Linked DNA regions of Zea mays: all the other regions are linked to region 2. Evidence: chromatin contacts called from public Hi-C data. All regions are on one chromosome and are shown on one strand. Each heading gives the region's core, a stretch centred on a gene start, on an enhancer-like site or on the middle of the called end of the contact. The rest is flanking DNA. Distances are from core to core; before and after follow the strand shown. Region 1 holds the start of LOC100193444. Region 2 holds the start of LOC100384030 (glossy13). Region 3 holds the start of LOC100272367. Region 4 holds the start of LOC103649676.

Evidence for each region. A called contact is a pair of places that touch in the nucleus more often than the background predicts.
Region 1: a Hi-C map of leaf mesophyll shows a contact between it and region 2, with 1.9 times the contacts expected there. The contact joins the promoter of LOC100193444 here to the promoter of LOC100384030 in region 2. A contact is called at or near these places in 4 of 25 Hi-C or Micro-C datasets (bundle sheath, leaf and leaf mesophyll).
Region 3: a contact with region 2 is called in a Hi-C map of bundle sheath, with 2.5 times the contacts expected there. The contact joins the promoter of LOC100272367 here to the promoter of LOC100384030 in region 2. A contact is called at or near these places in 4 of 25 Hi-C or Micro-C datasets (bundle sheath, ear and leaf).
Region 4: a contact with region 2 is called in a Hi-C map of root tip, with 2.6 times the contacts expected there. The contact joins the promoter of LOC103649676 here to the promoter of LOC100384030 in region 2. A contact is called at or near these places in 5 of 25 Hi-C or Micro-C datasets (bundle sheath, leaf and root tip).

The regions. Positions count from the first base shown.
Region 1 is chr3:10,060,819-10,063,714 of Zm-B73-REFERENCE-NAM-5.0, reverse strand. It overlaps LOC100193444, which reads right to left and starts at 1,385. Exons shown (of 5, transcript NM_001138563.1): 1 at 1,082-1,385; 2 at 715-920; 3 at 464-578. The coding sequence starts at 1,341.
Region 2 is chr3:10,261,312-10,264,144 of Zm-B73-REFERENCE-NAM-5.0, reverse strand. It overlaps LOC100384030 (glossy13), which reads right to left and starts at 1,310. Exons shown (of 24, transcript NM_001321723.1): 1 at 949-1,310; 2 at 29-149. The coding sequence starts at 1,247.
Region 3 is chr3:10,122,507-10,125,274 of Zm-B73-REFERENCE-NAM-5.0, reverse strand. LOC100272367 reads left to right here and starts at 1,337. Exons shown (of 5, transcript NM_001146849.1): 1 at 1,337-1,726; 2 at 1,817-1,930. The coding sequence starts at 1,560.
Region 4 is chr3:10,511,636-10,514,468 of Zm-B73-REFERENCE-NAM-5.0, reverse strand. It overlaps LOC103649676, which reads left to right and starts at 1,506. Exons shown (of 2, transcript XM_008675412.3): 1 at 1,506-1,740; 2 at 1,940-2,833. The coding sequence starts at 2,028. It overlaps LOC107522107, which reads left to right. Exons shown (of 4, transcript NM_001322358.1): 4 at 1-29.

The DNA.
Region 1 (2,896 bases), core at 136-2,635, 200 kb after region 2:
TGTTGCAAATCTACTCGGCACAATCTAATTCTACCGCTCCCCCACTACTCAACACACACACACAAAAAGTATTTCGTCAAAGGGACTTGGTTGATCTTCTCAAATCAAAGCTACAACGTCCAATTTGATGAGAAGTGCAAGATCCCAAGCATTAGTCTCATACCTACGAACAAACCATTCGACTACTAAAAGCTAAATACAAGCAAAGACTTAGTCAAAGGACTGTAAAGAAACTGTTAAATCGAAGCTACCACATCCAATTGGAGTAGTGCAAGATCCTAAGAGATAGTCATACGAAAGGACAGTAGACGAAGTGTTAAATGGAAGCTATCACATCCAATCTGATCGACCCTAAGCAATAATCATACGCTGAGAAACTATTCGAGTTATATCAAGTAAAGAATATATAAGACCACGTACTCGTAGTAAAAGTAAAACAGAACGAAGAAGCAGAGGAGCTCACTTCCAGGGGACGTCGCCGACGAGCATCCAGTCGCCATCCTTGTCCTCGTACGTGGGTACGTACTCCGTCCCGTTCACCGCGTCCACCAGCTTCCTCTCGTCGTCGGCGAACTTCCCTGCGCGCGCATCCAAACCAAAAAAAAAAACCCTCCGTCAGCCGGAACGCTCGACCAAACAGAGCAAAGCGCTGCGGAAATTAGACCCAGGAGGAAGCACGAAGCGAGGGGGTGGTGGTGGGACGGTAGCACTGACTGATGGTGAAGTGGGAGAAGAACTTGTCCTGGAGCGCGCGGAGCAGCTGGTCGTAGCCGGCGTACGCCTGCAGGTCCACCTTCCGCAGGTAGGGCGCGCCGTCGACGGCCACCTTGACGAACTTGGCGGCCTTGCTGGAGCCCGCGGCGTCGGCGAGCGCGTTCTTGCGGTACGACCTCACCGGCGGCCAGCCCACCACACGAGCCCTGCCCCACCAAAACAAATGAGGAGGAGGCACATCAAACTCCACTCCACCTCATATTCACCCGCCAAAGCAAGCGCCAGCGCCCGCCTCGCGTTTCCTGGGAGTAACAATAAATAAAAAACGGAAAAGGCATGTGTTGGTCGGAGAAAACGGGCGGCGTACTTGGGTGCCGGTGCAGCGTCGGAGGACGCGGCGAGCGGGGAGGAGCGGCCGGGGTCAGCGTCGGAGGAGGCGCGCTTGCGGTCGGGGTCGGGGAAGGCGGAGGACGACGAGGAGGAGAGGGACAGGGAAGCCGCGGCGGCGGCGGCGGCGGAAGGCGCGGAGCCCGGGAGGCGGAGGGTGAGCGTGAGCGCGGTGTCCTCGAAGTCGAGCCCGGAAGCCCCGGAGGACTCGGTGGAGCTCCGCTCCGTCTCCACCGACATGGCCGGTGGCTGGGTGAGGGGAGCCGGGAGGAGGAGGAAGGAAGGAGAAAGCGGGGGAAGGAAAAGGAAAAGGCAGAGAGGTCGGGGGGAGGGGGAGGGGGAGGTTGGTTTGGTTATAGTGGGCCGCGGGTCACTCACCCGTCAGGTCGCGATAGTTTTTGCTTATGAGCCCCTGGATATAACGCTAATAATCTGTCTAAAAAAAGGTTCCACATGTCCTCCTCGTGTGCTAAGGCTATCTGCAACCGTTACCTCTAAATTTTTCTCCTATATCATTTTTTTCCTCTATTTCTCCCCTATTTTTTCATCTTCCGCAGCGGTTCCCCCTAAATACTCCCCCTTATATCCCACTACAACCATAAAATATCATTTTCTATACCTACTTTTTATCCACTATCAATTTTTTATCCACTAATAATTTATCGTGGGCCCACAACTTGTGTAGGGCTGGAAAATTAGCTCGAGGCTCGCGAGCCGGCTCGAGCTCGGAGCGACTCGGCTCGGCTCGCGAGCCTCGAACGAGCCGAGCCGAGCCCCTTCTTCGAGCTCGTTTTTGCAGCGAGCCGAGCCGAGTCGGCTCGTTCCAGCTCGCGAGTCTTACAAAAATGATCATTTTATGGAATAATAATGAATACAAAAATGATCATTTTATGGAATAATAATGAATATTAGATAGTTTTATGGATAATAGCTCATTTTTTAGTCTTTGATGATGAATATATTACAAGTTATAATTTAATTTACTCATAATTTAAAATGATGATTCTATATTTCAAATTTATATAATGTTAATTCACCAAATAATGCAACGATAAATATCAGAATATGGCTCGCGAGCCGAGCCGGCTCGCGAGCCAAGGTCGAGCCGAGCCGAGCCTCTTTCACTAGCTCGTCGAATGGACGAGCCGAGCCGAGCTCGTTCAGGCACCGAGCCGAGCCGAGCCGAGCTCGGCTCGGCTCGTTTCCAGCCCCATAACACGGTGCGAAACAGTGTAAGTGCGCATGAACAGTGAACCGCCAGGAGTGGAGGGAGAGAGAAGCGCTCCCCTCGATAAGGGGCTCCGTAGAGGCAACCGTTGCACGGGTGGGGGGACTTCTGTACACGGCATGCAAGGTGAGAGGAAAGTATAGCAGCGACCCGTGCAGACAGTCTAACCATACTAGTGTAGTAGTGTGACCGAAGATCTGTTACGTGAATACGAGATAAAGCGAGGTGCGAAACGTAATAGAGACGTCGAGGAAGGCGAGGCTCGAGACTTTGCAATCCAAAACTAATCTATATATAATTAAATACAAACAAGGAAACTCGCGGTGCCGCACTCGCGCGGGCGGCCCCACCAGCGGGCCCCGGCTGCCGGTTGGGCGCCCTGCAGCGGCCCCCCCGGAGGCGGCAAGCGGGTCCACGGCGGACCAGCCGTTCGATCCCCCGGCCGACGGCGGCCCGCCCGTCGCCGTTGAATTGCTAGCGGGTGCTTGCGCTCGTAAAGAAAACAAACGAAACAGAATCCCCGTCTTTGATCTCTCTAATAAAAGGAAGGGAATTGTCACGGTGGAG
Region 2 (2,833 bases), core at 61-2,560:
AAATTGCAGTTAAGATCTTTGGGCCAACCTCTGTCATGTTGCATATGAAGTTCGGGATGGTCGGTAGAGCCCTGCTCCCAACATGCACGTAAGCGTCCACTGTCACATCCTCATACCTCACTTCGATCTTGGGGAACTCTATCTGCACTCTGCAGGAGCGAGGAGACGGGAAAATCAACAGAGTTTCAGAGCCCAAAAGCAAGATCAGTATAGCTCTGTGATGCCTCGATACAAATTTTAGCATGTGCTTCCGAAGGAAGCAAATTATTTGACAGAAGCGGACACGTACGTAGCTCGTCGTACGAGTACGCACGAGCAAAATCTACTAGCGCTGCTGCCAACAGGCGATCTGATGCTCTTCACGCCGCCTGCTACTGCTGGCGCTCTGGCTCCTGCTTTCGCATCCGCACCCGGAGGCCCAATCATGGCCTGCACGTCCATGGGCCATGCCGTGGAGGCCTGGAAGCTTCTGAATAGCCCATCTGGAGAAGAAAACTTCGAGGCGCCAATCTCCGCGGCGACTGGGACGTGTGAGTACGACGAGATGACGGCGGAAAGCCGGAAACTAGACTCGACACACTGAACCAGAAGGACGGAACCGTACAAACACCTACTGGCGCCACTAGTCAGCCTCCCTAACCGCGTAGCCTTTCCGCGGTAGCACTAGCACCTGCCATGCAGCGGTTGCCACTTGCCAATTTTCCAAACCCCGCGGTCCGCGGATGAGCCGCTTGGGCCCACATGTCATGCAACGCCGCGTGGGTCACCCTGGCTGCACAACAACGGACGAAGCGCGCAAGCTCGTCCGCGCGCGCGGAGGCGGCGGAGTGGTGTGGGGGAGACGACGAGGTCGAGACATTATTTTTGAACTGGGGCGGGGAGACAACGACACAGGGCAAAGCATGATGACGAGGGAGCAAATTAAAATGCAGGAGTGTAACTACTCACGCGTCGAAGCGGCTGCGTATGCGTCGGAAGAAGTGCTCGGAGTCGCCAGAGTCGGCGACGAGGCGGTCGACGAGCGCGGTGCGGTCCCCGGAGGAGAGCCCGGCGACGTCGACCTCGCAGAGCACGTCGTCGCCCTCGACGGCCGCGGCCCCGTCGGGAGCCGGGGACCTGAGCAGGCCCCGTCGCGCGCGGGTGACGGTGGGCAGCCGCTGCAGCGCGGCCCACCGCAGCGCCTCCCGCTCGTCCTCCGCCTCCCGCCACGACCCGGAGCGCGAGAACGCCGCCTCCGCCGCCCACATCTCGCCCCCGATCGGTCTCCCCCGCCACACCAAACCCTAGCTGCCGCTGCCCGCGCCTTTCCGCCCGGTGTGTGGCGCGGCAGTGCGGCCATTTAAGGAGGGCGTACTGGCAGGCGGTGGTAATGGCGGACTGGGGAAGGAGGGGGTGGATCCACCGACTCGTTCGCATTTATGGTCATAGGCCGCTTTCTCCTTCGATCAGTCGCCCCCGGGCTTTCTCTCTCTGCTTTGCGCCTCTAATCCTCGGGGGTTTTTAGCGGAGACCTGGAAGCTGACGGCGACAGGTTCACAAGAAAGGGAGGGAAGGAAATGGGGAAGCCGTGCACCGGCTTTTCATTTTCCAGTTCAGACTTCAGACTCAAGTGAGACTCTCCGGGCATGGTTGTTCTGGGCCTGTTCGTGGGCTCATTTAACAATAATCTTTCATTTCCTTCCTCTATACTGCTTACCAACCCATGGTGATTATTGTGTGTTAGGCTGTCCGCAGCGCTCGCCGCGAGTGTCACCCTCCCTTACTCCTGTAGACGTATAGAGTGACCCTCACCCCTCCGCAGCGCTGTGCGCTACAAGCGCCCCTCCTTGCTACAGTTCAAGGGTTGCGTGATTTTGTCGGTCCTCTTTGTCTCGAAGTTGGTACGCACGTATTAATTGTTAGTTGTAGAAAAAAATGACGTTGGATCACAGATAGGTATGAAAAATAATATTTTAGGTTATAGTGGAGTGTAGGAAGAGAATTTAAAAAAAAAACCTATACGGGAAGGAAAACGTAGGGGTGGAATCTATATGATGTGGCTGCATGTGGTATATACGGACAAATTTAGAGAAAACTGCTACAGATAGCCTTAGAGTCTCTTTGGTTTTACTTTTGGCTCTAGCTTTTGCACCTTAAAAGCCAAAAGTTAAATTAAAGGGTTCGATCCAAAAAACAGCTTTTCCTAATAGTCGACTTTTCTTGCAGTGCAAAATTGAAAGCACCTCTATACCTGTTTTTAGTAGCTTTTCAGATGAAACTGTGAAAATATATATTAAAAAATAGCGACTTTTAATAGTTTTCGTCAAATTGTTTTTAGTTTTTTAACAGCCCATATTAATTTTTTTCATAGACACAGTCCAACCAAAAAGACCCTAAGGTTGTTCGAAAGATGCAAAACTTTATCGACTATATATATCGTTTAAATGTGGGGGACACGATAATCGTTGAACCGTGGAAACTGGTGTTTCATATAATAGAAGAGATAAAGAAGAGAAGACCGTCTAGTTTTAATACTCTCTATTGCAGAAGTAACATTCTATCTTTCCGGCAAATCCTATATAATATATATACACACACAGGGACGGAGAGAGAGTATATGTTAATATATCTTTTCAAAAAAATAAAGATAGATCGAGTAGATAAATTTAATTTAGGGCTTGTTTGTTTCTGTTTTATAATATACCAACTTCTACTGTTTTTATAGTGTTTTATCTCTATAAATTACAACTATAACAGTCCAAATAATTAGTTTTAATCCGGAGCGAAAGATGAAACAAGCAGCCCCAACATTGAATTGCCGTTTGAAAAGTTAAAATGCTGACTTCCGAGAAAA
Region 3 (2,768 bases), core at 88-2,587, 140 kb after region 2:
AGAAACTGTAAGGGTACCTCTACTCCTATGTCTCCGACGGAACCGTTGAAGCTCGTGGGAGGTCAACCCTTATCTCCCGAGGATGCTACCAGGTACAGGAGTGTAGTTGGTGCGCTCCAGTACCTTTCCCTCACTAGACCGGACATCTCTTTCTGCGTCAATAGAGTTTGCCAATTCATGTCCTCACCGACACTCGAACATTGGATGGCTGTTAAGCGAATTCTGCGATACTTGACTGCTACGATTGAAATGGGTATGTGTATTACAAAGTCGTCATCAACATTGCTCAGTGCCTTCTCTGATGCTGATTGGGCAGGTAATCCTGATGATCGACGAAGCACCGATGGTTTTGCCATATTTTTTGGCAAAAATCTCATCTCTTGGAGTTCTAGGAAACAACCAACAGTATCTCGTTCTAGTACAGAAGCTGAGTACAAAGCTATTGCTGATGCCACTGCTGAAGTAATATGGTTACAAGTCCTTCTCCGGGAACTTGGTCTTCCACAGCCTCGTGCTCCGACTTTATGGTGTGATAACATTGGTGCGACATACCTCTGTGCTAATCCCATATTTCATCGACGATCAAAGCATGTTGAAGTAGATTACCATTTTGTCCGAGAACGAGTGGCTACTAAACAACTTGAGGTTCGCATCATTTCGTCCAAGGATCAGGTGGCGGACGTTATGACTAAACCCCTGACCATTACACCATTCAGTATATGTCGACGCAATCTGAACATTGCTTCACCATGTCCAGATTGAGGGGGATGTTAAATGATAGCATATATTCTATAGATAGAAGGGCAGATTTCCTCTCTCCTGAAGAGCTGCGTCTCTGATTTTCTTTCTCCTGAAGAGCTACGCCTCTGATCCTTTTCTTGATTCTCTTGTATGGTTACCATACTATGTACCCTGTACATCTATATAAACAGAATACAAGACCCTTGAAGGGCAGGCATCGAGCCAAACTAACAGGAAAGACAATACTATGCGCTTAATAAAAAGCAAAATGGGTGCGATTACTTATTCAGTGCAAGCACCTAATTAAATCATGCAAAACATCAATGTAGATTCAATGACAGTTGTCGTTCTTGTATTTCTATCCTTTTTATGTTTTTGTGTTTTTATATTTTTACCTTCTCACGTTTTTGTAGTTTGATCTTTTAGAGAGTGACGTGGAAGAGTAGAATATAAAATAAAAAAAATCGGACAATGTTGGATGTAGAATTCTAGAATCTAGATTACATCCTTGCACAGAATTTGTTCGGACTCCGTGTTCTGCACGCGAGAACCCAGAGGAGCGCTACAGAACGGAGATTTTGCCGCCTCCGTCCCCTCCACCGTTCTGGTCGCTCGCCGGTAGCTGCTCCCCGCTAACTACTCTTCCTCGCCCCGCCGCCATCGGTCCTCGCGACGCCCCTCTCCACTGCCTGTCCTGCTGCTCCACGCCGCGGACAGATCACCTCGCTCCCTCAGCTTGCAGCCGCGCCGGCACGAAGGACGGAAGGACGGGACATCCGTGGGGAACTCAAAAAAGATCCCGATACCTGGTCGCCACAATGGATCACGGCGGCGGCGGCGGTAGCGGCATCTGGATCCGTGCGGCAGTGGCGGTGGCGGCGGGAGCCGCCATCGCGGCGCGCGCTGTCCGGCGCAAGTCTGTCGACTCCAGCGCCGTGTTCGTCGGAGTCCCCGCCATGGTGGCTCATACCGTCGCCGGGTACAGGTTGGAGAGCCGCCTCTTTTCAGTTCTCCCTTTCCGGTGGAAGGGCTCGCCCATGAAATCGTGACGAGATCTCGAGTCTGGGACGTGCAGGTTCGCGGGGCTGCTACTGGTGTTCTTCTTCACGTCGTCGCGGGTGACGAGGGTCGGCGAGGCGAGGAAGCGTGCTCTCGATCCCGAGTTCAAGGAGGGCGGGCAGCGTAACTGGTGAGCGAGATCGCTGCCTCTGTTACCAATTTATAACCAAGAGTGATATGGAATACCTTTTCTCAGTTTGGGGTATGATGGTGGGGTAAATCTATGCAACACATGAAAACTATGTCTGAAGTTACTTGATTTTGTATGTTGGTGAATGATGTTATAGGTTGAGGTTCTGCAGATCGGATAATTATTGATTTTTTATACTTATTGTCTACATTGTTAGCTCTCTAGAGATTTTTTTATTGTTTACATCATTAGCTCTCTACAGACTTCAGATGACTTCAATTCTGGTTATTTAGTAGAATAATGAGTTGATTTGTTGGGATAGAGTTTATATCTCAGTAGAAATTTTCGACGAGATCAGAGTATCTGGTGGGAGTTTTGTTCGATTATTTCCGGTAGTGATCCTATAGTTTTGTGTCAGAGGAGAAACCAAGGGCTTTATATGGCATTGTGCAGCCATAAAATGACTAGATGAGCTAACTTTTCATAAGTGGAAGGATGAGGCCCCTCAATTTGAATTCAATTGCCTTTCTTCTGTTAAGGACACATCATGTCCACTGTCTAATAAAAGATGTTCTGTATGCCTTTCTGTACACTGATGTAATTAATATTTTTGCCGGCATGCCTACTTTCTCTAGCTCAGTAGCTATGCCATTGGTTGTTACATTATGCTCACTTTTATTCATAGAGTTGCTAGAATACAGAAAATAATAAACAATGGACAGTTTCTATTTTGATGTAAGATTATCCTCCACCCATATTTATCCATCCTTTTCAGAATTAGAGTCATTTTATGAAAATAAAAGGCTCTTGGTCTGGATGTCATGTTGATTGTGGAACA
Region 4 (2,833 bases), core at 257-2,756, 250 kb before region 2:
CTTGGATCGGCCTTGGGTCCAGAGATAATTTCACTGGGAAATGTGAAGTCAAGTTTAGTTTGTGATTATTTTATAGTTAGGGTACGTACAACCCTATTAAATAAGACGTCTTTTGATGAGTGTTTAGGGCAAGTTTGCGAGCTACAAAATCGGAGGGATTGAATGGACTAAAATCAATGAGAAGAGGATTTTAACCTCTCAATCCCATCCAGTATTTTAGCTCTTAAACTAGTCCTTGTGGGTTAAGTGAAAAAAAATCAAGAGACGTCTCTCTCTTCATAACTTTCTATACAACATTTATGATACATAATCTTTGGGTTGTATTATATAGTCTCTTAGCTGTCTCCTAAATTTAGAAAACCATTCTAGTGTCTCTAGGTTGTACATACCCTTATATGTTTTTATCCTATAATAAAAGTAAGCACTTTTAGGACCCCTAAACTGAATAATGCAGAGATTGGCCAATTTTAGCTGCCTTGCCTCATTGCTTGCATGATGTGCTTTTTTGTGACGACACTGGTGGATATTCCTCTTCAGTCCTAAAAGAAAACGCAATTCTATAATGATATCAAGTCAAACCATTTAAATTAGGTAAAATTTACAAAAAAATATGGCATCAAATAAGTATTATCATACTAACCATGGAATATATTCTTGTCCATAACTATTTTATTATTATAAACATTGATGTTTTTTTCTAAAATAGATCTGGTTAAATTTTGGACAGTTTGAATAGGATCAGAACTGAAACCGTATCGTTTTCTGGATGGGGAAGTATTCTTGTTTTCATTTTGAGGAGTAAAGTTTCTTGATTTTCACTTTTACCTTGGAAGAGTGAAAATAAAAAGAAGAAAACCCCAATTTTTAGAAAATGGAAACGTCCCGGGGGTATACGGCGCGTATTTCCGTCTTGCAAGTCGCAATTGCAGAGGGCGAGCCTGCCTAGGTCCACATGGCGCTGCACATTAAACCTGGGCCCATAGTAAGGACCAATCTATCTCTGTCGTTACAATGGGGCAATGGGCTACCAAATCCATTGAAACTGTCAGAACATGGGCCGTTCAGCAGTAGTAATAGGCTAATAGCGTTGTCACTTGTCAGTTTACGAAGCCTGGGTTATATATATCCGGACATGAGCCTCAAGTGCCAAGGGCACACACCTGTATACTCCTCCTCGTTCACGTGGACGACACATGCCGCCGTCCTCTCCGGCGTGACATGCCATGCATGGACTGCCGCGCAACTGCCGCGATGCCCGGCGCAGCGGCCGCGGGCGCCACCTGTGCAGCCTCGTCAACTCTCTCGGTCGCTCGTTGTCGATGGCCGTGGCCCCCCAAATGTTGCACGCCGATACCCAAACCGCCCCTTTCCAGTGTCCAGCCTTCTCCGGCTTCCTGTGCTCTGGGCCGGGGCGTTTGTGGGAGTCTGCACGCTTGCTCTCTGCTTCTGGGTCACTTCGCGCGGAAGTCAAACCGAATTCTATATGTGCGCAGCCTCCGAGAAGCGCCGATCCTGAGAGGCCCAAGGGATTGTTAGCAGGTGGATAAACAATGCGGCGCAGGCATCCAAGGCGCGGTTTATTTATAAAGATTGGGTTCCGAGTGATCCAATCTGGCCCAGAATTGTTCTAGACCTGACACATTCTGCTCAGGAACCTCTAATGCACTGTAGCAGAGCACAGGATCTTGTGCCACTGCTTGGACGCGGAAGGGGACTGAACGAAGATACTTCCATGTTGAGGTCAGCGACGAAGTTTACTCCATCTTGTTTCACTGCAGCTTTGCAATTTTCCGCATATTTTGATGTCGAAGCAGACAAGAAGTGTGCTCGTTTTACTGTCGCTTTGGTCCGTAGCAAGAATTTCGTGAAAAAAAGCCCTGAAGATTTTGCAAATAAATTCAATCTGTTGTTCTCGCGTGTTTTTTCTCTCCAAATGCAGGCTACCAAATCTCTGAAGCACGGACAAGCTGATAGCTAAAGAGTACCGCCACCTCGATCAAAAGCTGAGAGCTTGCTCTCTCGCAGCAATGGTGTCGGCAAACCTGCGGCTCGTGGCCGCGTTCTTGCTGCCGTTCCTTGCCATCGCCTCCGCGTTTGATCTCTTCCACCAGACTGGGCCACGGATGGATCCAAAGATGGTGCCGATGGGAGGCGGCCAGCCTCTCTTCATCCCGCACGAGTACGTCCGCTCCGCCGACGTCAAGCGGCAATGCCGGTCGGTGCTGTCCGCCGCCACCGAGCTCACGTTCGACGCCAACCGCGCCAACGCCCTCATGCCGGAGCTCAGCTTCGTCAAGGGGGACTGGAAGCAGGACGACGACGGCGTGCCGCTGATGCCGTTCGACGGCACCGACGTGTCGGGCGATCAGGCGCCGGACCCGCTGCGGCTGGCCTCGTTCATGCTCACGCACGTCGACGTGGGGTTCCGGGGGAAAACGGCCCTCAACGTCAGCGGCGTGCTCGGCGTCGCCGTCTCCCGCAACGGCACGGGCCCCGTGATGGGGACGTACGTGTCGCCCGAGCTCAAGGTGTGGCCCGGGAGCACCGAGCTTAAGATCCTCTTCGAGGGCGTGTACACCGAGAACGGCGACGGCGAGAGCGTGCTCTGCATGGTCGGCGACGCCCTGCTGCCGAGGCGCGGCAGCGACGGCGGCAACCCCTGGGACTGGGCCAAGGACACCGGCCGCGACAGCTTCCAGCCGCCGGTCACCAAGGACGGAAACCTACTGCTCGTGCTCCGGTACCCGACGACGCTCACGCTGACGACGCGCGCCGTGCGCGGCGAGCTGACGAGCACGAGCGCCAAGTCGGACGTCGCGTACTTCGACGCCGT